Linked DNA regions of Rattus norvegicus: region 1 is linked to region 2. A link is a contact called in public Hi-C data. All regions are on one chromosome and are shown on one strand. Each heading gives the region's core, a stretch centred on a gene start, on an enhancer-like site or on the middle of the called end of the contact. The rest is flanking DNA. Distances are from core to core; before and after follow the strand shown.

Region 1 (5,954 bases), core at 1,633-4,132, 350 kb before region 2:
GGCTGTGGGCATGGTGGACACTAGGCCGTGAGCCAGAGATGCTACCTTGGGAAGGTCCTGAGTAGAGAGTGAGCTATCCATGTCGCTTCAAAGTTCCTTCTCTATTGCCGGCCTTGGTGTTTCGTCACTTGAAGGTGCTATGTCCCCATGTGTTACGTTTCTTCCTTTGTGGGGCCTTGGGGGGAGCCCACTGATGGCTGGGGCTCAGTGCCTGACATTTGATGCTGGTAGAGAGTCCAGAGGTGGTCACCACCCCCACTTCTTCTTAACATCAAACTCTTAGCTAAAGCACCACTGACAGCCCCTCCATCTAAACTTCCATCTCCCGAACCAGCAGCGTAATGGAGGAGCCAATTAAATGATTATTAATTCATGTGACTTTCCGTAAGCCAGAGCTTCTCATCGCCTTGCATTCCGTAAACCAGCTTGCCACCTGCCCCAGAAATTTACAGCAATCTTTTATCTATCTCCATTGACTAAGTGGGAACTTTCTCCCCCTCCCCACCCCCCAACACGGCTTCACATTAAAGTGTTTGAGTTTGGAATGGTTACCCTGGCGCACCGCTCTGAGAATGGCCGCTCAGCCCTTCAGCTCAAGGTTCTCCTTAAGAGAAAGGTGAGGCGTGTGCTCTTTCCCTCAGGCCTTCTCTGTCAGCCTCTCTTGCAGACTTCCAACTCCCTTGCAGTAGCATGAGCGCTGTGTTTCCAGAAAGACTTTGTGATCTTCGTACTGTCGATGTGAGCAGAGCTAATCTTGGCGTTTGCTTGCAGTTCCTTCCCCAGGGGACAAGCTGGGCTATCTGGCTCTGTTCTTGTAGAACTACTGCACTTGATAAGTGGCCAGAGATCTGGCTAAATTCTCTTCCTCTGCTAGTACAGAGGACAACATTCCTTCAAAGAGTCTGCTTCGCTGCCAACTGTCTCTAGGCACACGTGGTCTCGTTCTGCCTCCAGCCAGGCACTTAAAGATGTTTCAGAGTGGTTTTGGAGAGACCCCAGTGAACAGAAGCAGGCCTGTGAGCGCACAGCAGGGGAGGGTCTACACATGTCTGTAAGAACTGGAGTTTCTCCTCCATGCCTGCGTCCAGCCTAGTGAGGCATCTCCTTGAGAGCAGTACCTCAAGTTGTACTGCTCTGCACATTTCTAGAGAGCATGCTCAACACACCATCCGCCCCAGAGTAGAAGACAATGCTCACACTGATCCGGCGTGCCATACCGTCCTCAGGCTGACTTTTTGTTTCTAGGAAAAGTTTTTCAAAGAAAGTTCCAATTCATTATGGATGGGCTTCACCGTTACTTAAGGAGGTTCATTTTTCTCTACCAGGTCGGCTACAGACAAGAAAGGCTGGAGCTTGCAATATCCAGAAACTCTCAGACATCACTGTTTGCCCTTGCATCCTGAAGTAAGGACCGATTCACATGAAGCTTTGAGAAGAGTGCAGATGCAAGGAAGTGCTACTTATTAGCCATGCTCATTGAAGATCTCCCAGACTCTGTCATTGTGACACTGTCCCTATGGCCAGCGCCCTTCCGTCCCACCTCTCACTGCCATCTCCAATGTGATCTGCCCAGGCAAAGGATCTGCATCTTTTGTAGGCACCCCTGTCTTTGGTCAAGTTCAGTTCTCTCTGGTCTAGAAGGGGCCCAGGACTCGGCCTATAAATAAGTGGCTCTTGCTTTTGTCTCTGGGGTTGCAGAGTCTCGGGTCCTTGAACTGTAGAGGGTGTCTAAATTCCTGGCAGGGCACGCTGAATACTGACCGCAGGCCCTCCTCACAGACTCTTTCTGCAGGTGAGAGTCAGAGACTGCACAGCCAGTAAGTTCCCCGGTGAGGCAGGCAGCCCAGGGACCACGCTTGGAGAATAGCTACCCGGTCAGCACTTCTTGTCACTGGTAGGAGTCATAACACGATCTGCTCTAACTTGAATTCGAGTTGAAGAGCCCCGCTGGCCCGGGCAGACCTGCCGGTTCACTTTCCAGCCAATGACTTGGAACTTTTAGCTTAATTTGGGAAGAAAAGAGACAGGCCTGGTCTCAGAGTCAAGATGTCTCTAGCCAGAGGTGAAGGACTACACCCAGTTGTCCCTTGGGGAACCTACTCACTGTAAAAGCAAATACAGACACGTGTTCAAAGCCAGGAGTCTAGAAGGCATCGCCTCTATGCACGCGTTCTGTCTGTTATACAGAATGGCGGGTTTCCTTGTCTTGAGAAATCCTACTCTTTCCACAGATCTTGGAGAGCCAAAGCCTGTGTTGCTCTTCCCACTTTTCCCAAAGGGGCAGTGCTGGCCTCCCTGCCCTATGCACCAGCGATCGATCAGTGCTGGCCAAAGTCCCCTTGACTTTGACCCTGGGAGGATGAACTGATCCACATCGGCTTTTCTCTGCACTTGTTTGTCTCTGGGAATGGAGACTGCGTGGTAGGTACCCTGAGCTGTGAGGTCGCTGTCTCCCCAGTTTAAGGTGCCACTCTGGGGAGCCCTGAAAGTCTCGTGGTAGAATGGTGGGCCTGTGCTGACTGGTGGATGCCGGCTGCTGCTGCCACTGCTTCCCCTGTAGCTTTGAGGAGAGAACAGTACGATGTTCTACATCCCAGGCATCAATCTGCCGCCCTAATTCCTTGTTGAAATATGCATAAGGATGCTTAACTACGCTGATTGGAGCTCCCAAAAGGATGTTTTGCGTTTCCACATGCAAGACACCTTGCTCCCTCTGTGTCAGACTTGTGAACGAACCACCAGTCAAAACAGCTGCCATTTCACTTAGACCAGCTTGCTTGCTGTCTGTCTGTCTGTCTGTCTGTCTGTCTGTCTGTGTCTGACTGACTGACTGACTATCTATTTAATACCTTCTAGGCACCAGTTGCTACCATGAGCCCAGTGCGTGCCGGGACTTGGCAGTCAGCTCTGGACTCACCGTGTTCCCCCCTCTGGTTTCATGACATGGCTGAAATGACCGTGAACTTGGAGCAAGCAGAGGAGGAGTCATGCAGGCCACGCATCATTGACACTTGCCAGTGATCGATCCCAGCATTTGGGAGGCCAAGGAAGGAGACTCACACGTTCGCAGCTAGTTTTAGGGCAGCGAGGATCTATCTACTTTGGAACCTTGTGGGTTCCAAGCCAGCCTAGATCCCAGAAATAGAACTATAATCACACTCTTCCAGTGTTTTCCTAGTTCACACCTAACACCCCAGGGTTTTGACTGAATTTTATTAATGGAACCATGGCAGCTTGGGAGTGAACCCGTGACACGAGGAACCAATCAAAAGTTCCCCCTTAGCCTGGCAGAGCAGCTCTCTCCTCAGCCCCGGTGCAGCTTTGACAGAAAATGGAAATCACTCTCACCTTTTCCAGCACTGACTGGGGAGACTGGAAACATCTCCTGTCTGTCAGTCAGTCATCTCCGCTCAGCAGAGAAAGCTCCAGGTCTGCACAGATGCCTCCCTGAGCTTCCACAGGGTCTCCTGCCCACATCACTCTTAAAGCTGAGGCTGAGTGACCAGCGCGCAGGGGTTCAGGGGGTTCCCGAGTACCTTTGCGGAAGGTCAGGAACACACATATTCCCACATGCCTTTCCCCACCCTGGGCAGAGTTCCCTTGACGGGAAGTTACTAGTCCTCACTGACAGGGTAATCAGCTTGGGGTGGGGTGGGGTGGGATGGGGTGTTGCTAATGTCTCAATCAGACCCTGGCTGGGGGACCACAACTGTTTGATCGACTACTGCAGTTTCCTCTACTCACAGGGCTTCCATGAGCACAGCAGAGGATGCAGCATACCACAAGGTCTAGCTTGCTCTAATGTCTTGGACACCTGTTGCAATGGTTTCATTTTCAGAAATGAACAGGAGTTCCAGGGACTGGCAGGAGCCCTTAGGGGCTGGGAAACCTGATGAGAGTCAGCCCCTGGTTTTAGACAAGCGGAAGCATCCTAACTTTACCTCTTCCGTTCAGCAACATGAAACAGGGCTGGATGACCCCAGAGAGTGAGTAGACCAACTTACATCTCAAAGCACCTCATGCCACACTACTTAACCGACAGGCTCTTAGGGATGTTTCGGGGCAGTGCTGAGCAGCGCTTAGCAGATGCCATATAGTCACTGCCCCTCACACGTACAGTTGACAAGTACGTGGTACCTTAAGAAGTCCAGGATTGGCCACGTGTCCTCTCTGCTTCTCATATAATAAGAGAGCGTGGCTGTGCTATATACTCTTCAGTTTGTAACGTAGTGAATGGATGTCTGACCCAGGAGGTTAAAGAGCCTGCTGGTGGGTCATGGAGAAAATCGATCATAGCTCTGATGCCCAGGAGTCCCCAGTTGTGGGGCACAGCCCTCCAGCTGCAAAATCAAGGTGACAGGGGACCCGAGGAGAACAGCTGCGCCTAAGAAAAGCGATGTTCCAGGAAGCACTGGGGTACGTTTGAAAGAATCCCTGTTAGGATTCAGACGACCTTTACGGAAGTTGCAGCTCTGACAAGGCAGGGGAGATGAACAGGGCCACAGCCTGAGAATCTTAAACACATCTCCAGGCCATCTGCAAGTGACAGGGTGTTCCGGTGCACGTGAGCGCATGTGTGCGGAGCCAAAGGGTCACCTCAGGTGTCACGCTGGCAAGGGCACCGAGTAGGCTAGGTAGCTGGCTAAGAAGTCCCAGGGGCCCACCTCCATCTCCCTGGATCTACGATTATAACCGCATGCTCTACACCCAGCTTTTTAAAAATGTGGGCTCAGGGGTTCCAGCTCAGACTCCTTGTACTCACAAGGCAGGCGCTCACTGGCTGAGCTGCCCTCTACCAAGTATTTCCCACAGCCATGATGGAGACTCCCATTTACCTTCGTACTCCTTCATTTACATTCTAGGCCCCAAGTGTGTACCCTAAGAGTAATTCTCATCTCACTGTGCCATAGTCACCTGATTACACATGACGCTTCCTTTACAAAGTTCCTTACATGTCTACACACACACACACACACACACACACACACACACACACACACACACTCACTCACTCAACTGATAGGGTCTTGGGTCTTATCACTTACGACCTAACCATATAAAATTTCAGAGCCAAGCTCTGGATTACTAGAATCTGGGTAAGTTTAGCATGCACCACGCCCCGCATCTATTTTTGCTTTCCAAAATAAAAAGAGTCGATGGTCCCTTCTCAGCCCTGAGACAGAATTCTGCCAGCAATGACTGTAAGCAGCAAAGCTCTGCTAAAAGCAGTCTGGACATGGCAAAAGGGGGCGGGGGTGTTACAAGTAGACCCTGGAGGAGCTGACGGCTATGCAATTTCTAGCTGTGTGAAAATAAAAACCCAGATACAGTGTCCACTGGCAAGGCCATGGATGACTAAGGAGGCCACATGAACGAGGCTCCCAGCATCCCCTGCTCACACTAGACTGCAAAGACAAGAGGCGCGGCACGGTAGGGAATGCGAGCCTGAATGCTACAGAGTGGGGCTACTCCTGTAGAGGTTCGAACAGGCCCGAGTGCTGGAAGTGACCACTCAGAGGTGTTCATGTGGCATTTGCACTGACACCTGTTCCATGCTGGCTGTGACGACAGAGTGAGAAGGGCCCGCGGTCTCTGCTATCCCACCAGGAAACATGGGCGTGGTGCTGTCTTGACACTCCCCCTCCCCTTTGGAGAAAGCCTGTTTGAACCCTTCCCCCAGGCCCTTGCTATATTACAGACCTACGAAAGTTATTAATGCTCTGACTTTAGTGGCTAATGTTCTTTGAGGTTTATACTACCCTCCAGCAATGCCTCATCTGATTAAACATTTACGGTTCCAGGATTTTAAGATCTGGAATTTGGTCCAACCTGCTGTTTGCAGGTTTGGAAACTGAAGATCACGGGCTCTCCCCAACCCATCATGTTTCCTCTTAGCGTGGACCTTGTTTTGTCTCTAGGTATCTAACCCAATTAAAAAAGGAGGAGAGGGATGG
Region 2 (5,352 bases), core at 2,655-5,154:
CCTCTTACCCGCCCATCACACACATCAAAGCCGCAGTACCTCCTCCCTTCCCCTGGACACGTTCACGGAAGAGGTTCAGTCTAACTGTCTGGCTGGGCAAGCCAACCCCTTAGAGGCTACCTGGGTTGCTTTCTTTCTCACTCCTAAGGGAGCTGGATTTGGGTCAGGGGTTTCCAACCAGGCCCACTCCGCTCTCTTCAGCTCCAGGCTTCTCTCTCCCAGAGCTCAGATTCCCTTAAGCAGTTCCCAAATACTGTCCCCCCCCCCCTTTCAGCGCCCACTGCAACCCCCTTTCATCCACACAGGCTGCTTATCTTTGGACCTTGGAATGAATCTGAATTCACAAAAGCGTCCTTTTAACAAGGTATTCAGAGACACTGCAATCTAAACCGGCAGTGGACCGAGGCTTTCTGGGATTTCAGGACCAAGAGATTGAGTGACTGCTCTGTTCTCAAGGACCCCCGCAGAGGAGACTGATCTTCTGCAAGCCTCTTGGGTGCTAATTTCACCATCACTGGGTGCCAAAGACATTCCCTTGGGACCACTTGACTTGGCACCTCCTGAGAAATGGGCTCATTGTTCCTAATGAGCTCCAGCAGTCTGGCTCCTTGAAATGAGTTAATCACAGAATTGCAGGCCTAGGAAAGATGTCTTTGATGGCTGGCTTCTCTGTACCCGGTCCAAAGAGTGAGAGCCAATCCTATTTTTGAAGACACCCAGGGAGCCACACTCCAGTGACTAATCGCTTGTAATCATCCTCTTTAATATGATCCTCATGAACTGGTGAGATTTCTGTTTGCACCCTCCTCAGAGAAGGTAAAAGGCATCGCTTACCAACCAGACTGTTCATAGTCTCCTCGTCTTCCTCCTCTCCTGCTCCCTCCTCCTCTTCTTCATCTTCTTCCTGTTCTCCCCTGTCTCCTGGGGTTATAGTGTGACCCACTGACCAAAAGGAGATTCAGGCACATCTGAGTAACTTGCCAACTATGAGCTGGGTGGTGGAGCACACCTTTAATCCTAGCACTTGGAGGCAGAGACAGGTAGATCTCTGTGTTCGAGGCTAGCTTGGTCTACAGAACAAGTTCCAGGACAGCCAGGGCTACACAGAAAACCTTTGTTTAAAAAAAAAAAAACAAGGGGGCTGGGGATTTAGCTCAGTGGTAGAGCGCTTACCTAGGAAGCGCAAGGCCCTGGGTTCGGTCCCCAGCTCCGAAAACAAAACAAAACAAAACAAAACAAAACAACAACAACAACAACAAAAAAACCAAGAAGAAGAAGAAGAGGAAACTAAAGCCAATAATTTACCAACTATGCTATTAAGCCTGTGTTTCTCTGCCTTTATGACCTACAAATCAAAAGGTACCTTCTGGAGAGGAGCTCAATGCATGTGGAATAGCTCCCTTCCCCGGGGTCTCATGTAGCCCAGGTTGATCTTGAACTCATTAGCCGAGAATGACTTAGTTAAGCTTCTGGTCCTCTTACCTCTACCTCCCAAGCGATGGGATTCTAGGCACACACAGCACTGTGCTCCGGCTATGAGGAGCTCAAACAAGGGGTTTGTGCACGCCTAGGTGAGTGCTCTATTAGTTGAGTTCGTCCCCAGTCCACTCATTCTTCTTTAATGCCATGTGATAGGTACGCGGAGAACAGTGGAACAGATGACTCCAGGAGCCCAGAGAGACTTGGACACTACACATGGTTGCTGTAAACCAGTCCTGACTCAACAAGTCCATAGCAAGACTGAGTTCATTGGAGGCACTTGGTGGGAGGAGAGAACAGACTCCTGCAAGATGTCCTCTGAGTTCCAGACATATATCATGGCACATGCACACATCCACCCCTTCCTTCCACATACACTCAAATACATAAATACAATCAGAAATAAAGAATAGTGCCTTGGGGTATGTCAAATGCTCAATAAATGTTGAGTAAATTATTATTAACTCATTTTATGCCTCATCCACGTAACAAGAAAGCCTGATAAAGAGACACTTGATTTAGACCAGAAAGGTTTCACTATTTCAATATTCTCTTGCCCAGTGGGTTCCTAAATTCCTAGGGATTGTGGTTTGTTGGGAGAAATGATAAAATGTTTTGGGCTTTTTGTAGAAAGGTTTACACAGACTCCTAAATGTCAAATATGTTTTCTACCTATTCATGCAATTGTCATTAATGAGGAATTTCTATTTTGTTTTCTTATTTCTGAGATCATCAGAACCAACCAAATGTGTTTTTGGAGGCAGTAAAGATAAGGAACTGATCAGAAAATTATACCGATGGTTATTGCCAACTGGAGACGCCCAAAGGAAAGAGATTGTATGACACGCCTGAAGCTAAGCTAGACTACGTGTTTACATTTAGTTATGATCATGTGTATGTGATGTGTGTAGGTGCAGTATGCCACACTGTGGTGTGGGGTCCTGAAGTATGCCATTGCAGTTACTTTTTTAAAAAATGCATTTTAACTTACCGATTTTGTGTGTGTGTGTGTGTGTGTGTGTGTGTGTGTGTGTGTGTTTACACTTGTGAGTAGAGGACACGTTTTTCTGAAGCCTTAATTTTTAAAGAAGCCTTGACGCTCATCTACGGTACTGAGCCCGTACCGTAAGTACTAGACAGTCTAGTTTGGTTTCTGTGTGCGCCCATGCCCATTCCGAGAGTCTATCTAGCCAGAGAGCTCCAGGAATCAGCCTGTCTGTCTCTCTTTGCCATGCTGAGGTTCTAAACATGTACCGTCATGCCAACCGTTTTTTATATGTGGGATCTGGGGATTGAACTCATGTCCTCATGCCTGTATAGCAAGCACTTTAACAGTGAAGTCATCTCCCCATCCCAGTTTTGTTTCTTTACACTCGTGCTCAGTTAACAGGGATTGAGAGAGGAAGAAGATGGCGATGGAGACCGTGCCATCACAGACAGGAAAAGGGATGGGTGACAGAAAAGCATGCTGGGTAAGGCAGTTATGCAAATGAAAAGAGCAGAGAAGAGGATGTACCTTTTCTATTTACTGTCTCTGTAGAGCTCCCTCATTGCTTCGTATGTACTTGGTACTCAATAAATCAATGGAACAGCAACAAGGAGAACACATTCGATAGCTCAGGCTTTGAAATGAATGTAGGACACGGGAGCCGATTTCTTGACTATGATCTTGGCACCATCTACGATGATCACTTCTTTCCCCGGGAATTCCCTTCCCACCTCCAGCCCCTTTTGTAGTTTAAATGCTGTTTAGAGATTTTCATCTGCTCTAAGCTTCAGAAGCCCAACCCGAATGAAGTAACTAGAGCTTCCGGCTTGAGGCGGCATGGCGGGTGTGGGGAGAACCATCCTTACAACTGCGCTGGGGACAAGTAGGCAGAATCGTAGCCCAGTGGGGTCAGAGGCTCTCCTGTGCACCCAGGTCCACAGTCGCCCAACCTGACCCTGGGGATTGTGACTGAACCTAGTGATCTCTTATTAGTAGATGACAGATAGCTTTCTTCTGTGGAGAATAATTTCTGAATTGGGGACGGGAAGTACAGAGTGAAGGAAGGGATCTATTTTAAGGTCCACATGTGGGCATCAGTCCAGGAAGGCAAGTGTTTGTTATCTTACTCTGACTGAGGTAGGTGATGGTGCGTCTAGAATGTCAAGGAGCCTTGAGATGAATATATCCCATGCTGTATCGGGCATGGAGAAACGGCATCTAGCTCAACGTCAGGAACGAACAGACCTAGGTAGCCCTTAAGATGTAACTGCTTGGAATGAGTTTTGGAGAGGACTCTACCCCATTAGTTCATGTTACATTCTTGAAATGGTCACATGTCATGGACCTTCAGCAACAGCGCCTTGAATAAACGGAGAGAGAGCCAAGGTCCGGATGATGGAGGGCTTTCGGAGGGCGATGGAGCTGGGACACTGGTATTAATATGGCGCCCCCTAGTGTTTATGTGGGTATCGAGACTTGGAATCACACCAGCACACTGTGTCTAAGTAGGGCCTCCTCGTGGTCTTGCGATTGAAGGATTTACTGCCCATCACAACGTCTTTTAAACTGTCATGTTAAACAAAATCCTCTTCAACTTTAGTGCATCCCCCCTCCCCCCCATGCCCCGTATCCATTTCCAGCCTGTGCCGAGTTGAACCGAGTCTTCACATTGTTTCCCTCTCATTCCGTGTAGCCTCCTAAGTACTACAGACATGCCGATTCATTATTGTGGCTGCGATGCCATGAGTAGTGGATGGATTGTTGGAGGAGGTGGGTATTGCTCTGCCCATGGCCAACCAGCAGAGGAGGACAAGTGAGCCATCGGGGCATGCTGAGGACTGCAGGTTTCCTGTCTATCATTTGCTAGATTTTTTTTTTTTTTTAATCTTGGCTACCTTGTCTGGACAGTGTAGTCCAGGAAGGACGCAGGGAAAGCAATTGGATCACACATGTACACGGAAGCAGGTGAAATCAGCGAACTGGGGTCCTACTGTTTACACTTTTCAAGGAAAAGTGGTGGTGTTTTGTGTTTTTTGTTTTTTGTTTTTTTGAGGGGGAGGGTCTAACCAAGTATCCTTCCTTTTACTGTGACATTGTGACATGACTTTATTTTCAATGTTGCACAATATAGCAGACACAGACATGCGTTAAAAGCAACAAGGAAAGCCAGTTCGTTAACTATTGGGAAACACGTGACACATCATGAATAGATAGCCAGTTGGGTCCAGGCCTGTTCTGTTTATGGTTATTGCCCTGTTTTATCAGGTATAAAAGACTCTTATTGTCCCGGGTGCACACATACATGGGGGCTGGCAAGGGGGAAGGAGATAAGCCAGGCTACTATATTTGGTGTCTCAAGACTCAAATCATAGTATTCCAAAGACTATACTGAGTCATTTCATTACACAAAGAGGTGATTATTTTCTTCATTCTACCATGCTATCTTTCTTTCTTTTTTTTAAAGTTTCAATCTCAGTAGAGATTGGGCTCTCAACCTCAGTAGGTAGAGACACGCAAGCTAACCCAAAAGGGAACTTGGGAACACGCTCCAGGGTCCATTTTTTTAAAATTAAGAAATGAAGGCTAGAAACCACATCTGGATATGACATACAGATGTTATGAACATACATACATATATGACCATGTAGATAATTTGTGATTGAAGACTGTAATATAAAGATATGCAGAACGCAGGCCCAACCCATTCATTTTTGTGAACTCTGTGGTGACCCTGTGTCCTTCCATTTGTTCAGACCTGCAGTTTACTTGGTTGCCCACCTCCCCCAGAGGAGTTTCCTTTATGCTCCAAGTGGCCACGGGAGGAGCAGAAATCACCTACCAAGAAGTGTGGGTTGAGTTTACTTTCAAACAATAACCAGGGGTTG

The links. A called contact is a pair of places that touch in the nucleus more often than the background predicts.
Region 1: a contact with region 2 is called in a Hi-C map of psoas muscle, with 2.7 times the contacts expected there. The contact joins two enhancer-like sites. A contact is called at or near these places in 6 of 12 Hi-C or Micro-C datasets (Schwann cells, hepatocytes, liver and 2 more).

Annotation. Positions count from the first base shown.
Region 1 is chr19:53,755,324-53,761,277 of GRCr8, reverse strand. All of the region lies in intron 5 of Zfhx3 (zinc finger homeobox 3), which reads right to left. Among named protein-coding and RNA genes, the nearest start is that of Zfhx3, 210 kb to the right of the region's middle. Within about 2 kb of position 2,882, at least 3 of the 93 cell types and tissues checked have an H3K27ac peak or open chromatin away from gene starts, as enhancers often do.
Region 2 is chr19:53,411,898-53,417,249 of GRCr8, reverse strand. It overlaps a transcript of Zfhx3 not described here. Among named protein-coding and RNA genes, the nearest start is that of Trnat-agu21, 70 kb to the left of the region's middle. Within about 2 kb of position 3,904, at least 4 of the 93 cell types and tissues checked have an H3K27ac peak or open chromatin away from gene starts, as enhancers often do.